Regions from separate parts of the Sus scrofa genome. Here region 1 is linked to region 2. A link is a contact called in public Hi-C data. All regions are on one chromosome and are shown on one strand. The core of a region is the stretch at or near the end of the contact, and the rest is flanking DNA. Distances in the headings are between cores, read along the strand shown. Region 1 overlaps MTHFD1L (monofunctional C1-tetrahydrofolate synthase, mitochondrial). Region 2 overlaps AKAP12 (A-kinase anchor protein 12).

Region 1 (3,227 bases), core at 183-2,682, 380 kb after region 2:
AATGGAATGACATATTTAAAGCGCTGGAAGCAAAAAATCTGTCCACTGGATTCTAGATCCAGAAAAACTGTACTTCAAAAAAAGGGGGAGGAATTAATATATTTGAATATTAACCAAAGTGAGAAATTTGTTACCACTAGACCTGTCCTACAAAAAATGCAAAAAGGGAGTCCTTCTGGTTGAAGAGAAAAGATACACTAGTCAGTAACCACAAGCTATATAAAGAAATAAAGATCTCCAGAAAAGCCAGTATTCTGGTATTTTTGGTTTGTTAACTGCATTTTTAATTCCCTATTGGATTTAAAAGAAAAATAAAAGAACAGCAACAACAACAACAAAAAAGAATAAACTATAGAAAATAAATAAAAGAAAAAATCATGGAAATTATAAATACAGGTGTTCCCACCGCAGCACAGTGGGTTAAGATTCCAACTACAGCAACTGCAGTATAGGTCCCAGCTGCAGGTTGGAGTCAATCTTTGGCCTGGGAACTTCCATATGCTGCAAGTGTAGCCATTAAAAAAAAAAAAGAAATTATAGGAGTTCCCATTGTGCCTCAGTGGTTAATGAACCCAACGAGCATCCATGAGGACATGGGTTCGATCCCTGGCCCTGCTCAGTGGGTTAAGGATCTGGAGTTGCTGTGAGCTGCCGTGTAGGTTGCAGACATGGCTCAGATCCTGAGTTGTTGTGGCACAGGCTGGTGGCAACAGCTCTGATTCAACCCCTAGGCTGGGAACTTCCATATGCCGCCAGTGCAGCCCTAAAAGACAAAAAGACCAAAAAAAAAAAAAAAAAAAATCCATGTAAGTTACTAACATAGTCCAGTTTAAAGGCTAGGATATCCCTCCAATCTTTGCAAAATAGATGATTTTTTCAGGATCTCATACATATTATACATATATTTAGAATTGTCCAATTTACTTTTTGTTTTTATTGGTCATGCCCTCGGCGGGCAGACATTCCTGGCAGGGATTGAACCACAACAGTGACGACGCCAAAGCCTTAACCAATAGGCCACCATGGAACTCCCCAATACATGTTTTGAAGCCTTGTATAAGCCATACTATGCACTGGATTTAAACTGGAAATAACTCTGTGATAAGTTTGCTCAAAAATGAAAAAGGACTCCTTTGATGCTTCAAGTGTGAAAGACCTATATTCTTACTCGTTTTGACCATCTCTGTGCTCAGAAGGAGAAACAAGACCCTCTGAGAAAAACAACATACAACGGTCTTCATTATTTCTGGGTTATTTCTTACACACGCAGCTGGGACCGACCCGATTTGTCGCAGCTGGAGGCTGTTTTGCCATCATCTCCCAGCTGCATCCAACTGCAGATTCAGAAGAGACTTTGCAGCCAGCGGAGCGGGCGCGGGGGCTTGAGCGCAGCCGTGAGGTGCCTGTCAACCTCTCTTCCCTGGAGAGGGCACCACTCCGCCTCGTAAATGCTAAATGCAGAACATTTGCTTTTGGCACCAGAGTGAACTCACTGGGGTGAGGAAGACGACATCTCCACATCTAGGTCAATTCCCACGGGGCAGCTGGCGAGCCGAGCCCCTCCCACACAGGGCTGTCACTCCACTCCAGGGGCCAGGGCAGCTGAAGGAGGGGCTGGCGTTTGGGGGGAAGAAGGAGGCTGATTCTTTAGCTCTACCCAAAAACATCACACCCAGTCCTGCGGCTTACGGACAGCTGATGCTCCAGAGCAGGTGGTTAATCTGGACCAACGCCCAGACACTCGTCCCCTCCCCCCATGTACCTGCAGGATGCATCTCAAAGCCTAGGCGTGGTGCTCCCAAGCAAAGCAGCAAGGCTACTCCTCATTTTCAATGATACACTGAGAGTGGCATAAACTATAAAGCTATCAAATACAGTCCTCTATTCTGATTTCTGTCATACTTCTAAAAAGGCAAATCTCGGAGTTCCCAGGGCGGCTCAGCGGAAACAAATCTGACCAGTATCCATGAGGACGAAGGTTCGACTCCTAGCCTCATTCAGTGGGTGAAGGATCCGGTGTTGCCGGGAGCTGTGGTGTAGGTCTTAGATGCAGCTCGGATCTGCATGTAGGCCAGCAGCTGTAGCTCTGATTCAACCCCTAGCCTGGGAACCTCCATATACAGCAGGTGTGGCCCTAAATAAATAAATAAATAAATAAATAAATAAATAATTAAAAGGCAAATCTCAAGTCTTCATGTTCAGGCTGCATGGAGATTTTATGAATAACAGTATCCACAGTCTATCGTTAGGAATTCCTGCTGGGGCACAGTGGGCTAAGAATGAGACTACAGCAGCTTGGCTGGCTGCAGAGGTGAGGGTTTCAGCTCCTGCCTCACGCAGTGAGTTAAAAGAATCAATCCAGAGTTGCCACATACCGATGGCATGAGTATGGCCATAAAAACAAAAAGATGGACCTTGGCGTAGGACAGTGGCTACAGCTCCGATTAGACCCCTAGCCTGGGAACATCCATATGCCACGAGTGTGGCCCTAGAAAAGACAAAAAAAAAAGAAAGAAAGAAAGATGGAGTTCCCGTCGTGGCACAGTGGAAACCAATCTGACTAGGAACCATGAGGTTGTGGGTTCGATCCCTGGCCTTGCTCAGTGGGTTAAGGATCTGGCGTTGCTGTGAGCTGGGGTGTAGGTCGCAGATGTGGCTCGGATCACACATTGCTGTGGCTGTGGTGTAGGCCGGAGGCTACACTTCCGATTAGACCTCCTAGCCAGGGAACCTCCATATGCTGCGGGTGCAGGCTTCAAAAAGACAAAGAACAAACAAACAAAACAAAACAAAACAAAACACAAAAAGATAATTTAAAAATAGATACGCTTATGTGTGTGTATATATTCACACACAGAGCAGTTTGAATTTATACAAAATACTAAGGTTTTAATTGGGGGTTTCTATTTTTCTAAGATATTTGAGTAACTAAATATTTTATTTAAAATCAAAACAACTGTAAATCTTCTTCATATTAAAGGTAAAACTTAAAATTGAAAAAAGTAAAATAGATATGCTATTTTTAGATTTAGGCCGGTTGATAGAGAAGGGAACCAATTCTATTTAAACAACTCAATGTTAACTGTTCCCCAAAATTGTACGAAAGAATACCACCCCTGGAAGGAGCCGACAAGACGGATGGTGGAGTGGCTTCTGGGTAACAGGTGTCAGGGAAGAAAGTGGTCCCCTTACGGAGGTGAGGACCAGGGGACGAGCCTGGACTGGCC
Region 2 (3,439 bases), core at 25-2,524:
CTCCAGAACTGGAAGCCTCCAGACTTTCCTAGACCTTCCAGAGCACAAGATGCTGCAGAAACCCATTAATATGTAAAGTTGAGATGCTCTTTCAAAATCCATGAGGTCGAATGCCATGTGGCACCTGTTTTTACCTCTCTGACTCCCAACATAAACGGTTCAAGAGGAAAATGGGCATTTTGAGATAGCTTCCTATCTGTTCTCTTTTTGTTTGCGCCCCATATAAAAATTAGATCTTTTTGCCCCATTTTGGACCAAGCTAAAGTCAAATGTGGTCAAGCCCTTCTTTCTGGATGGGACTCCCTTTCTCACCCGCCCTGCTGTCCCATCCCAACTGTACACAGCACAGCAAAATCACCCCCGTGTTTCCCAGGTTCTGGCTGAAGGCAGAACCTCTCAGCTCAGACCAGGATCCTTCCCACGCATGTTCCAGTTACCGGTTAGCAGAGCGCTTTTCAAAGGTGCTTCTGTGTGCTGTCTGTATGCAGGTTCCGAGGGAGTTGAAAGATCTTGGCTTGGTGAGCAAAGAAGGTGGCTGTTAAATGCATAGAAGAACAGCCAAAAGACAAGGGGTGGCAGAGAAGAGGGACCATGGCAGCTGGTGCCAGGAGGCAGATGACAATGGTGGAGAGGCCTTCCCAGAAAGACAGTCCAGTGTTTGCCTGTTTGGACTTGGCAGGACACAATCCAGTCACAACCCACAATTACCAGCGGTCGCTAAGACTTTCACTTTTACATGACTTCAGAACCTCCTCTGCTCGAGTCTGACACATCAGTTCCTTCTGGAGTTATTTTCTGCCTCCGATTTGTCCAATTAGATTGGAAGAGGAGGAGTTCCCCAGTGGCTCAGCAGATTAAGGAATTGGTATTGTCACTGCCATGGCTTGGGTTCGATCCCTGGCCCGGGAATTTGCACATGCCTTCCCAAGCGATGGGAAGAGGCACGTCAAAAAGCTTTCTCATTTAAGCATCACTGATTGGGAGATACACTTTCTTGCTTCCCAGAAAGTCCTTCCGCAAAATAACTGGTTTTAGGGTGGGCCTTTCTGACACAGTGTATGATGGTCACTCATGCGAGGCTCTGAATTATCCAGCCATTTTGCAGAAGGCTGCTGTTCATCCCCCAAATCTCTCATACGTAAAGTCCAAGCGTGGTACTCACAGTCACTGAGGCTAGAAAATTGTTCAGCTAGAAACTCCACACTCTCACCAGGCATCAAAGTTGGCCAAAAGGCTGGGAAAGGGAGTCGGTCACGGTGTCGGCTGGGAAAGGCTCTAGGAGGCAGGACCGGCAGATACGTTCATCCTGATGCAGTCCTGCTTGTCGCTGGTCCTCTCCCCACCCCACGGACACTTCAAAGGGCGAGAAAAGACTACAACACAACGGTCCTCATACCCATCAGCAGCTCCCCAAACCCGGTCTTACCTGGTCCTTGCTTTGTGTCAACATGTTTTCTACTCACAACCAGGACTGGAAGCAACATCATGCAAGCCTTGCTTCATAAATAAATTTCAGCATTGGAGTTACCACTGTGGCACAGCGCAAACGAATCTATCATCCATGAGGATGCGGGTTCCATCCCTGGGCTTCCTCTGTGAGTTAAGATTCCAGCGTTGCCATGAGCTGTGGTGTAGGTGGCAGACGCGGATGGATCCCGCATTGCTGTGGCTGTGGTGTAGTCTGGCAGCTATAGCTCTGAATGGACCCCTACCCTAGGAACTTCCATATGCCTCGGGTACAGCCCTTAAAAAAAAAAAAAAAAAAAAAAAGCATAAATAAATAAGTAAAAATAAACCTCAGCATAGAAACCAAATATTTCTCCCCCCCCCCTTTTTTTGTCCTTTTAGGGCTGCACCCTCAGCATATGGAGGTTCCCAGGCTAGGGCCTGAATTGAAGCTGTAGCCACTGGCCTACACCAGAGCCACAGCAACATCAGATCCGAGGCGCATCTTCGACCTACACCACAGCTCACGGTAATGCTGGATCCTTAACCCACTGAGCGAGGCCAGGGATCGAACCTGCGTCTTCGTGGATGCTAGTCAGATTCGTTTCCACTGAGCCAGGTCGGGAACTCCTCTCTTCCCTCTTTCTGGGAGAATATTCTAATCATTTGCTTTTGGAGAGAGGGTCTATCTGTTGGAAACATTACTTGGAAAATTAAAAAAAAAGATTTAAAGATGACATGGAAAGTGCTTTCACGCCCTTAATTTTTCTGCACGTGCTCTAGAAGGAAGGTCTTTAAGGGTGAACGTGTAGCTTCAGAGATGCAGGAAGGATAAAGGATGAAGTGACAGTGCAGCTTCTGAAGTTGTCTCCTCACAGCAAAGGCCCTGAGTAAGCATTTTATTGGTCTTTATGGTTTTTTTTTTTTTTAAGACAAATGAAAAGTCTCCGTAAAGAAAAAGTATGGAGAGTGAAACAGAGAAGAAAAGCAACAGCTGGCAGTACATACTTTCTGTCACTGTAATTTCATTTTTAAAAGCAAACTATCCTCAGTTACGATATTACAGGAAAACTTTTATCTTTAACAGGAATAATCTGAGTTGCTGAATATATTAAACAGCTTAACAAGCCCTTTCCAGGCTAAAACAAAACAAAACAAACAAAAAAAAAACACTACAGAATATTAATGAAATCAAATACATGCGAGAACAAATGAATAGTTATATCTTTCGTGATGTCAAAAGAACCAAAACTTGGACATTTCATGGATAGAAATCCTACTTTGGCAGAGACCTGTCAAAGCTTTTTCCACGTAGAAGTTATCTACTAAACTATGTTATCTGCAGATAAATGTCCAGTTAATCCCAATTTATAATATCAATCATAAGAGATCTGTCATGTGTATGGGCGAATATACATTTTCCTTGTGAAAATACAGTCCCCCACCTCCCCACTCTCCAAGGATCCATGATCCCAAAAGGTTCAAGGTCCTGTCCTGGATCCTGCTCCCCATGCAGACAGCCTGCCCGCAAGCTCCACAAAACTCAACAACCACTTGTGGGTCCAAAAGCTGCAAGATCGGCTTTCTTTTCTCACTCTTCCAAATACTTCGAGATTACACGATAATAGCATGATTTGTTTTCTTTTCCTTTAGAGGTTTAAAAGAAAAAAGAAAACTTTTAAGGAATATGATAGATTACAAAATGTTAATGTTTTTATCCAAACGTAGCTGGGTCTGCCAGAGAAACAGTACAATGTTGCAAACAGCTATGACACTGATTTTTTTTCAGCGTAGTATAACCAGGGCTCTCCAATCCCCACACACATCAGGACGGCTTGCTGTGACATCTGGAACTGGTTAACTTTCCCCCACGATTTGCAGAACTGTCCTGGAATTTTTCCAGGAATTCTCCACATTCTAAATCCATCCGTTATATGCTACACACCCAACCCACGCTCCTTGTTCCAAGGCTCATCACCCAGGACACCTCCAA

Evidence for each region. Hi-C and Micro-C count contacts between places; a contact is called where the count stands out from the background.
Region 1: a Hi-C map of omental adipose tissue shows a contact between it and region 2, with 2.0 times the contacts expected there. The contact joins two enhancer-like sites. A contact is called at or near these places in 1 of 5 promoter capture datasets (liver), 21 of 47 Hi-C or Micro-C datasets (adipose tissue, alveolar macrophages, brain and 12 more) and 1 of 2 datasets of contacts at active chromatin or transcription factors (skeletal muscle).

The regions. Positions count from the first base shown.
Region 1 is chr1:15,300,504-15,303,730 of Sscrofa11.1, forward strand. The region is part of intron 7 of MTHFD1L (monofunctional C1-tetrahydrofolate synthase, mitochondrial); the gene reads right to left. Among named protein-coding and RNA genes, the nearest start is that of MTHFD1L, 28 kb to the right of the region's middle. Within about 2 kb of position 1,433, at least 6 of the 83 cell types and tissues checked have an H3K27ac peak or open chromatin away from gene starts, as enhancers often do. A contact at or near this core is called in omental adipose tissue, where this site is marked.
Region 2 is chr1:14,923,542-14,926,980 of Sscrofa11.1, forward strand. All of the region lies in intron 2 of AKAP12 (A-kinase anchor protein 12), which reads right to left. Among named protein-coding and RNA genes, the nearest start is that of ZBTB2, 66 kb to the left of the region's middle. Within about 2 kb of position 1,275, at least 12 of the 83 cell types and tissues checked have an H3K27ac peak or open chromatin away from gene starts, as enhancers often do. A contact at or near this core is called in omental adipose tissue, where this site is marked.